Linked DNA regions of Mus musculus: region 1 is linked to region 2. A link is a contact called in public promoter capture Hi-C data. All regions are on one chromosome and are shown on one strand. Each heading gives the region's core, a stretch centred on a gene start, on an enhancer-like site or on the middle of the called end of the contact. The rest is flanking DNA. Distances are from core to core; before and after follow the strand shown. Region 1 overlaps Cpeb1 (cytoplasmic polyadenylation element binding protein 1). Region 2 has its middle 18 kb from the start of Gm44968.

Region 1 (5,126 bases), core at 2,205-4,704, 180 kb before region 2:
AAGGAACTGATTACTGAATGACCAGATTCTGTTTAGTGGTTTTAAAACTAAAGAGCTATATGTGAAAGTTGGGTAGCCCTGAGTCATAGCAAGAGGAGATTAACTGAGCAATTTCATTTGATTATTGGGACTGCCTTAACATTAGGTTAAGAGCATCAACCCTGGAAAAGGACTGGCTGGGGAGGAGGATAGCTAGGGTAACTCCCAGATACAGAGAGAGGCTGGCTGTTTGTTCAAGGTAACTAATGGATGAGAGGCCACTCCCCTTTAGCATCTCTTGTCTTCTTGATATAGGATTAATGGGAACAAATTACAGGGAGTTATTATTGACAAATCTTTGAACTGCTTCTGCTCAGACCTTCCCATTACCTGTTTATTCCCTTCTTGTGGTATTTGGGGGAAGATTAATCAGGTAAAAATCATAAAATTTCCAGGAAGAATTGTGAATTTAAATGCTATAGTATTACTTAAAAAAACAGTATATTTTACTTTATATCACAATGCAAAAGTATTAGCAGATTCTATGGGAATATGGAGAACTGGTGTATGTGTAGTCATTTGCCTTTGATGGTGGCAGTAGAGTATACTGTCCTTTCAGATACCTTCCCAGTCTAGGAAGAGGAGTCATGGCAGCAAGGTACTGCTGTGTTGGTTTCTCTGTCCTCCACCCTATGTGATGCAGGTGTTTTTAAAAAATGCTTTGCAGAGTCTGGTACTCTTGATGTCCATTAGGCATTTTAATACCCCTTTGTTTTATTTAGGAAAGCGCTTTGGGGGAAGAGGAAGGTTGATATTTTTTTCCACTTGGTTAGTAGGTAGGATCCCTTGAAGGTAAAGTTATCTTGAATGCTATCTCCAGCTTTTTTAGGGGGGTGGGGTGGGGAGGTTGATAAGTACTCTGTTCTCTAGGCCAGGAAATGTGTCACTATTCAATGTCATTTGCTTTGGAGGCCACAGTACTTCCTTTTATGTATTCTTTGAAACAAGCCTTGTCCTTTTATTTACTTCTACAGGATTTGAGCAAAAGAAGCACTCACACAGGAGATGAGCACCTGTGTGTGGTCATCAGTTCTGATTTGTGCTGGCTGGCATCAATTGGGGTGTGGCCCTTCTTTCCTCCTGTTTGTCTTAGCTACAGAGTTAGCTTCTGAACTAGGCCCATGGAAATTTAGATGTGTCCATCTTGAAGCTTAGAAAGCCTGTTCTAACAGCTGTACAGTAAGGTAATTGTCTGCTCAGGAATTCATGGTCAACCTGGGCAATGTAGCAGGACCTTGTCTCAGGAAGGAAAGAAAATAAAAGGAAAAGCCAGGTCTAGGCATGATTGTATTAGCGTTCCCATCCTCTGAAGAACCAGATCTTAGAGCTATTAGTCTGAAAAGGGGGTGTCTTTCTTTACCTTCCATACCAAGCATTTAGTAATAAATAATACATGATTTTGTGGATTAGGGAAGGGCTGCAGTCTGAACTTCAGAATGTATAAAGACTTGAGACTGGCCCCAGTGCAGTGATCTGACTAGGTTAGCATGAGCACCTCTTGCTTTCTGGGGCTTAAAACATACTCATTCCACATCTCCATTCTGTGTTTGCCTTTAGGAGCTGTGGTGGTAGCCTTCTCCTTTTCCTAAGCTTTGTGCCTTCGTGGAAAGCCCATATGAGGGTGCTGTCTCCTAGAGTAGGATGGAGCCCTCCCACCAGCCAGCTGCAGTGCCAGATCGTGCACCCTTGCCAGTAATGCGGGAACAAACAGCCCACATTCCAGTGCCCACACTGCTTTCCATCTGAAAACCAATTTCAGTCAGTTTCTTGAGGAAGGGTGGAGATAGTTCAATAGCTTCAGAAAACCTGTGAGTTGTACTTGCAAGCAGCCTGGTATCCTCTTGTCTCTGTGTGGAGCCTGTTATTGCTTAGACTCTGGTTAATGATACTTCCCCAGTAAGTTGTAGCCCCATACCTGACTGTCTTCTACCACTTTTAAGTATTTGACAGTGCATTAGGCAAGGTTGGAGCATAGGGCTCTTGACTGAAGATTTTGACTATAATATTTACTCGGGCATTACACACTATGTGCCAGAAACTGTTGGGTACTGCAGGTATGCCAGTGAATAGGATGAAATCACTGTCATTAAGAAGCTCCAGGACGTTGGCTCAGCAGATAAAGGCACAGCCACCAAGCCTGACAACTTGAGCTTGATCCCTGGGATCCACATGGTAGAAAAAGAGCACCAACTCCCAACATTTTTCTTACCTACATACATGTGCATATATGGGCACACCCAGAGGAAATAAGCAGAAGTTTTCTTAAGAAACAGTCACTATGACTATCAAGGAAAAGGTCCTTTAATAGTATGTCAAGGCTATATACCCCATGTTGAGGAATGAAGTGATATACAGCCAACATATCTTAATTTTTTTAATGCTGAACATAGCACATGATTTTAGTGCTTGTACAGATGAGGAAAAACTTGCAAAAGTACACAAAGTGGCATCTATTGTCTGTCTAAGCATTCCAAACCTGGTGTCTTTTGTTCTAAACCTCCCATTCTTCCTATTAAACCCCTTTTCTGTGACCAGAACCTTAATATGTTAGACCAGACTTAAGGTAACCTCATGTAGCTAAGTAAGAAGCCTGGGGTGATCTGTTCATTGATGAAATCTCTTAAGATGAGGGCACTTGACAGACACTTCCCACTCGCTTTCCACCCTTGGTCTCAGTTCATCAGCTTAACCACCCACTGGATTTGTCTTTCTAAAGCCTTTCCCCTTATGACTCTTCTGTATGCAGCATTACTCAGCAGGAGAGTGAAGTGACATTTCAAATCTACCTTGAGGGACCTGGAAGAAAGAACTCTTAATGGCCACTTTGTACAGAAGCCCAGTGGGCAAGTGAGATACTCAGCCTGAGGATGCCAGAGGACATGTCTATTCTAATTCCCTTTTAGAAGTCTCATGAGATTAACCTATTCATCTCCTTTGGTTTCTGTCCTGTTGACCAGTTGAATGTAATGTTCCCTGTGCTGTTTCATTTGCAGACTTCCCCATTGATCCATAGGGTAGAGCAGCCTGGGATGATACAAATGACTTTTGCTCTGCTTTCCCAACCTTTTTCAAACTGTTAATGAGCCAGCATTCAAAATAGGTTTAGGCTTCTCCAATATGGAATATGGATGTCCAGGGCACAACTAAGTTTTCTTGCAGATTTGCTTCAACTCTCTGCAGGCAGCCTCAGAACTAAGGGTACACATAGGCTTCCAGTATACAGCCATACACCTAGGATTGGAGTGATGGCTCCAAGATTTTCCCTGTGACTGCACTTATAGATTACAAGTATTTGATGATTGTGTCCTGTGAGCTTGAGCTGAGAGCTGTGTCTTGTGATAACGGCCTCCAGTCCCAACCCACTACTGTTGCCAGTGCTAACATCAGATCTGGGCACCTTTAGACTCTTGGAGAGGGAGGCAGGCTTCAGAAAATTCCAACAGTGACTCAGCTGAAAAACTGGAGACCTGGCATAGAGAGAAGGCTGAAAGTAGAGAAAGTTTAAAATCAGTCTAAAAATAATTACTGCTGATTTGGTCTCTTGTGCTCTGAAATGGCATTAATGAGTTGGAACCTTCTGCCGGGTTGGGCTGTAAAGGGACAGTCAGGTCACTCGAGGGCATCTGACTGTGGGTCACAGTTTCCAGAAACTTGGCTCATTCTGTGGGCTGAAAGAGATCTCAAGCCAGCTTAATTCAGATTTTCCTATTGTTGGCATTCATTTTATCCCTTTATCAGCTGTGCATTTTCTTTATATGTGTATACATATTCTTTGTGAACAATTTTATCTAGATTTGTTTATAACAGAGCAATAATGAACTTTGGGCAGTTTAAAATAGATATATTCACTTATTAAACTATTATTTTTACATTCCAAATTTCTTTGGGCAGTTTAAAATAGATATATTCATTTATTAAACTATTATTTTTATATTCCAAATTTGTCCTGTGCCCAGTAATACAGTAATGTCTTTTTATGAATGTTTTACCTTAGCCTTTAATGACTGAGCCATCTCTAGCCCCATCAATTCTGTAGCAATTGTCTTGCTTTTTAAAACACGTATCTGCTTGAAGCAATAGGCCTTAGCTCCTTTGCTTCTGTTCAATGTGAGCTTTTTACAGGATGCAGCTAGTTCCGGCCATCACTTTCCCGAAAGTATTATATTCCATGTCATTCTTTTTATTCTTTATTGTTCGTGGTGCTGTGTTTCTCTGCCTCTCTGCTTCTTCCCTACTTCCACACAGTGTTTTTAGAAATCAGACTCTTTGTGAAATGCCCTGTATAGTCATTTTGGCTTTCTATGTCCTTGAATGTTAGTCTTCATTATACTGTAAGAGCTTTATTTATACGCTCCAACCTTTAAATTAACATAAATAATTTCATATGAAGCATGTTTGGGTGTAGTAAGGGTATAGTAATTAGGAACTTAAAGTAATAAAACATAGGGATTTTGGCTGGAGTTTTCAAAGCTTTAGTGTATCTTTAGTGTATCTATCCTCACAGGGATCTTGTTAAAATGCAGATTCTGGTTCAGACCTCAAGTGGTGTTTTAGGTACATTTTAATGAGTTCTTACCATGGCCATCCCTAACTTTTGAGACCTTTCTTTTTAGGTCCCCTGAACTTCTGGTAGGTGAGATTTATCATCTGTGGTTGATGATCTTAAAAGATTTGAACAAAAAGGAGATGTGCTAAGGACATGAAAATAAGTAGACACAAGGTCTCAGTAATGATTGCTGTAGCTAGTGAATGATGCACTTCTGTACTGTGCTCTGCTATGGGATGGACATTGCTAACCTCAAAACTTTGTTAAGATAGGCTAATACTTATTAGGATTTAGGGAAAGATTCATATCTGAGATGTGTTTTGATGTTCAGTGAGTGGAAAAGTTGCTGTTAGTAGGAACTTAACTGAACCTGGTCCAAGTCATAAAATAGATGACTGACCATCTCTTGAGAAAGTGGAATCAACTAGTGTGGGTTGTTATGCCATTTTCTATTTGGATAGGCTTGTTACCATAGTAGAGGATTCCTTTTGTTGGTGTTTGAGGAAGATGGATCTTACTATGTAGCTTTAACTAACTTAGA
Region 2 (4,864 bases), core at 292-2,791:
ACAACCATCCGTAAGGAGATCCGACTCCCTCTTCTGGAGTGTCTGAAGACAGCTACAGTGTACTTACATATAATAATAAATAAATCTTTAAAAAAAAATACAAATACAAATGAATCTTGGTGAGAAAGATGTTATTTCAGGAAATAAAAGCCAAAGTGCAGCACCAGCGAAGAGGTTAACAACCTGCAGCAATCAGGTTCCTTTCTCCACCAAGTGAGTCCTGGGTATCAAACTCCAAATTCAGGAGTCCTTCCCTGCTGTGCTCTCTCTGCTCTCTGCTCCTTGTTTTGAGATGGTGTCATACACTATAGCCCACACAATAGGTTGTCCAGGCTGCCCTTGGAACTCCCCAGAGCTGGGATTATAGGCATGAGCTACCACACAAGGCCTGGGTTTCCCATTCCTAAAGGACTTCTGTCTTTTCTGGAAAGAGAAAGAAGCTATGCTGGGGCTGGGAGGGCGGTTGGGGTGCATGGGTGGGTGGGTGGGTGAGATTATGTCCTGGTGTCAGATGGAGCTGAGTGGCTCCCGAATCAGTCTGTGGGAAGCTTTGTGACCTGGGGCCCTCCACCATGTTCAGCTATATGACAGGCAGAGTCATCGAGTACAAAGTATTTCCTGTCCGTTAGGTGTCTGCAGCTTTGCATGCGGCAGTGGGCAGCCCCAGTCTGTGGAACATCACCTGTCTTACAGGAAAGAGAAATGAGGAGTCTCATCTTGCAATGACAGGAAAGGTGTTTGTGTAGATGACAATATGGCTGTGTAGGAACTTGAACAAACAGTTCTTGGTAAACTATCTTTCTCTTGTGGCTTTGAACAGGGGTGGCAAGGGTTGACAGGTTGGAGGGCTTCTTGGGAAAACTGAGAGTGCCTCTTTTGGTGACTTCATGCTGATCCCTACCAGGAGACGACAGATATTTGACTGGTTAGATTGGGCCAAGCTTCCCAGTAGACCAGTGCTTAGTTAGCTTCTCCATTGCTCTGATAAACCCTTCTAACCAAAAGCACCTGGGGGAGAGAGGAATTTACTTCATCTCATGTTTACCAACTCACAGTCCATCTCTGAAGGAAGTCAGGCCAGGAACCTGGAAGCAGAAACCTGGAGGCAGGAAAGGAAGCAGACACCTTTGCCAAATGTTGTTTACTGGCTTGCTCAGAGGTCCCAATCAGGCTCGGAAAACCTGGAGGCCTTTGAAGAGCCACTGGTCCTCATTAGAAGCCTGGAAACACCATTCTGAGACCAGGGAAAGCAGCAGCAGCGGCAGGATAAATCAGCCCAGTGACAAGAGCGAAGGCCAACCGTATAAAAGGTCAATATACTTCCTTCTGCCATGCTGTGTTACCAAGGCTCGTACCAGAAGGTGCCGCCCACACTGGGGGGTGGGTACTACCACATCAATTAAGCCAATCAGGACAGTTTCTCAGATGAGGCTCCCCACTCAGGTGATTCTAACTTGTGGCCAGTTGCTAGTAACCCTAACCGACCCAACCAGGTCACCGCGGGCAGAAAGGCTCTCCACAATAGACCTGCCTTTTCCCAGCTCTTGTGCCAGTGAGTCTGAGGCTGGAAGCTGCCGTGCTCCATCTGGCTCTCTCCCCACACGGCTCAGGACTCAGTCTTTCGTTAAGTCTCTATGGCCAGTGGAGAGTTATTCTCCGTTTAGACTTTGCTAGAATGGTCCCATTATAGGACCTCCGTCAACCCCATCAGCCCCATGTTAACATAAAACAAGGAGTGCATGGGAGATGGGCACTGGGTTGATAATATTCTCTCCCCCACCCCTCGTCCATTACATGTAATGCCATCCCTTGTTTTGTTTGTGCTTCATGTCCACTGGCAGGGTACATGTAACAGAGATTCCAAAAAACAAGTCAGGTATGTATTCCCCTCAAATGACGTCTAGATACTCTGTTACTCTAGAACAGTGGCTCTCAACCTTCCTAATGCTGCGACCCTTTAATACAATTTCTTATGTTTTGGTGACCCTAATCCTAAAATTGCTTTCGTTGTAACTTCACAACTGTAATCTCGCAGCTGTTATGAATTGTAATGCAAACATCGGATATGCAGGATATCTGACATGTGACCCATGTGAAAGGGTCATGACCCATAAGTTAAAAACCACTGGTCTAGACTGTCTTTTAGTCTATTAGGGTTTGAATGTGAAGTATCCTTCCAAAGGCCCATGTGCTGAAGGTTCTGTGCCCAGGACATAGAGTCAATCATGAAGATTTAATTGGATCCAGAGGCCCCTAACCTCATCAGTGGGTCAGTGCATTGATGGATTCCAATTCTATGCCTCTATCGGAAGGTGGAGGAAGCTAGGAGGTAGGAGTCTGATTGGAGTAAGTGGGTCATCTTTGAGAAAGCAATGGGTGAGCCTTTGAAGGGAATACCTTGTCCCTGATGGCTTCCTGTCTCTGTGTTTTCTTGCTACTAGGTAAGTGGCTTTGCCCCACCATGCTTTCTTTGATACATGCTCTGCCTCAACACAAGCCCGTGACAAGCAAGCAACCTCAGAGAGAAGCCTCTGAAGTCATGTTCCAAACCATGCCTTTCCCCTCCAAGGCTGTGGGTCTCAGGTACTGTGCAGAGCACCGAGGAAGCGCTCAGGAGCACAGTCTTATGGCAGCCTCTCTTCAGGGATTCGACTTCTTCTCACGTGAGTCTGCCCTATCCCTAGCAGGCTCTCTTTCGCCTCCTCGTAGAAGATGGCTCCCCTTCCTATCTGCATCCCAACCTTTGTGAAACACAGATGCAGAAAGGACCAGGCACATGGGTGGTGAGCCCTCATCTAAGGCAGGGTCAACAAAGTAGGGCTTGTTTTTGTGTTTTGTGAGGCGTAATGGGCATGATGTGCACATACGTATAAAGGCCAGAGGTCAGCATCGAGTCGCTCTCAGCTGCCCTTCCATCTTGTTCCAGTGAGACAGCGTCTCTCACTAATCCTGAAACCATCCAATGCGTCTTGGGTGGCAGGTCAGCCAGCCCCAGATACCCCTCTGTCTCCGTGTTTCCCCTCAACAGGTGCATTCAGCATGCCCAGCTTTTTACATGGGTTCGAGGGATTTGAACTCATGTCTTTTTGCTTGTACCACAAGCACTTCGCCAACTGACCCATCTCCTCAGCCCAGAACCTCATTCTGTAAACATAGTTTGTCAAATTTTTATTCAAATTATGATTTTAGTTATTCAAATAAACTAAAATGTTATACTCTCGTTTGTATAAGTACTCATTGTGCATGGCTGATTTTAAACTACAGTGGTTATCTATCTGCGATGGAGATAATAAGACCTCCACTGTTTACTATCTGACCCATTCCATTACTTTTCTGGTGGTTGTAACCTGCAGGATGAAGGATTTAATTTAGTGCCCAGTTTAAGGGAGTGCAGTCCATCGTGGGGAGCATTGGTGATGGAAATATGCAGTAGAAACTCTTAACTGTCTAGGCAGACTGGAATGCAGAGAGCAGGGACTCCTGGTGCTCAGCGGATGGTGCAGCTCACACCAGGGTGGGTCTTTCTCCCTCAGTTACCCTGTCTTCACATCTCCCCATAGACACATCCAGAGGTATGTCTTCCAGACTAGTCCAACTCTGGTCAAGCTAGCAATGACGATTAACTATCATATCCATTAAGGAAACCTCTGCCCAGCCTTCCTCTAAAGGCATGACACTACAGTCAGCTTGGTTGGCTTCAGCTCACCCTGTGGGCCAGACCTTCATTATCTGACCACCTGCCACACCAAACCCAGTAGAATCTATGGGACAAGTTCCACAGACTGAGGTGGTAGACTTCAAAAGAAGGAGGTCTCCTGGAGCCGGTTGTGGAACTCTTGGCAGGAGCAAAATATCGAGCCGTAGTTCTCATGGCAATCTATCTGTTTTGTTTTCTCTTTTTTTTTTTTTTTTTTTTAAAGATTTATTTATTTATTATAAGTACACTGTAGTTGTCTTCAGACACTCCGGAAGAGGGAGTCAGATCTCATTAGGGGTGGTTTTGAGCCACCATGTGGTTGCTGGGATTTGAACTTTGGACCTTCAGAAGAGCAGTCGGGTGCTCTTACCCACTGAGCCATCTCACCAGCCCCCTGTTTTGTTTTCTCTTATTCCTTTTCTTATTTACATGTTCCTGGTAGCCTAGGCCTAGATCTTAAGCAAGAATAATGGGTAAGAAACCATCCCTTGAGATGGGGTCACTAACATGACCTTATCCCCAGGGAAACCAACACTTTACTTTATAAATCACTTACAAAATTATATAATAGTATTAAGACAGATAAAAACATTCCCAACAATAAAATTTCATATGGCTACACTTGTGTCATCAGAGGTAGGGTTTGATATATGGTAAAGAAAGCCTTAATTAGAAAGAATTAAAATAGTTTAAACTTATGTGTTGAAGATTTATAAAATATCAGGCATTAGATGTTAAAAAATATTTGACCATAAAGATTTATTAACCTGCTCTTGGAAATATGCCACCAGCCTTGGATGACTGCCCCAGTGAATACACCCTCTCAGAGTTGTTATGCTTGGATGATCTCTATTAATCATGATGTCACCTGTTCTGTTTGTGATTCACTGAGTACATCTTTTCAGAGTTGTAATATTTGCTTGATTTTTGTGCTTTACTGTGCCAAATGATAATGATGGTATTTGTGATTGCTTCACTGAACACATCTTCTAAGGGTTGTAATATTTGTTCTTTGAATGTATAAAACCCCTGCTTGAGAGCTGCAAAATACACTTAGATTCAAACTGCCTCTGTGTTTGTTTCTGTTTGTCACTGCCGAATCCTTACCCACCTAGCTTCGAGGACCCTCATTCCAAGGACCCCCATACCCGACTGGGATGGTCTGTG

Evidence for each region. Capture Hi-C pulls out chosen DNA fragments and counts their contacts.
Region 1: a contact with region 2 is called in a promoter capture Hi-C map of liver. The contact joins two enhancer-like sites. A contact is called at or near these places in 19 of 39 promoter capture datasets (the 3T3-L1 cell line, 3T3-L1-derived adipocytes, the C10 cell line and 12 more), 1 of 115 datasets of contacts at active chromatin or transcription factors (CD8 T cells) and 3 of 9 other capture datasets (adipose tissue, liver and pancreatic islet).

The regions. Positions count from the first base shown.
Region 1 is chr7:81,366,514-81,371,639 of GRCm38.p6, reverse strand. All of the region lies in intron 3 of Cpeb1 (cytoplasmic polyadenylation element binding protein 1), which reads left to right. Among named protein-coding and RNA genes, the nearest start is that of Rps17, 24 kb to the right of the region's middle. Within about 2 kb of position 3,454, at least 4 of the 459 cell types and tissues checked have an H3K27ac peak or open chromatin away from gene starts, as enhancers often do. A contact at or near this core is called in liver, where this site is marked.
Region 2 is chr7:81,185,873-81,190,736 of GRCm38.p6, reverse strand. No RefSeq gene overlaps it. Among named protein-coding and RNA genes, the nearest start is that of Gm44968, 18 kb to the left of the region's middle. Within about 2 kb of position 1,541, at least 11 of the 459 cell types and tissues checked have an H3K27ac peak or open chromatin away from gene starts, as enhancers often do. A contact at or near this core is called in liver, where this site is marked.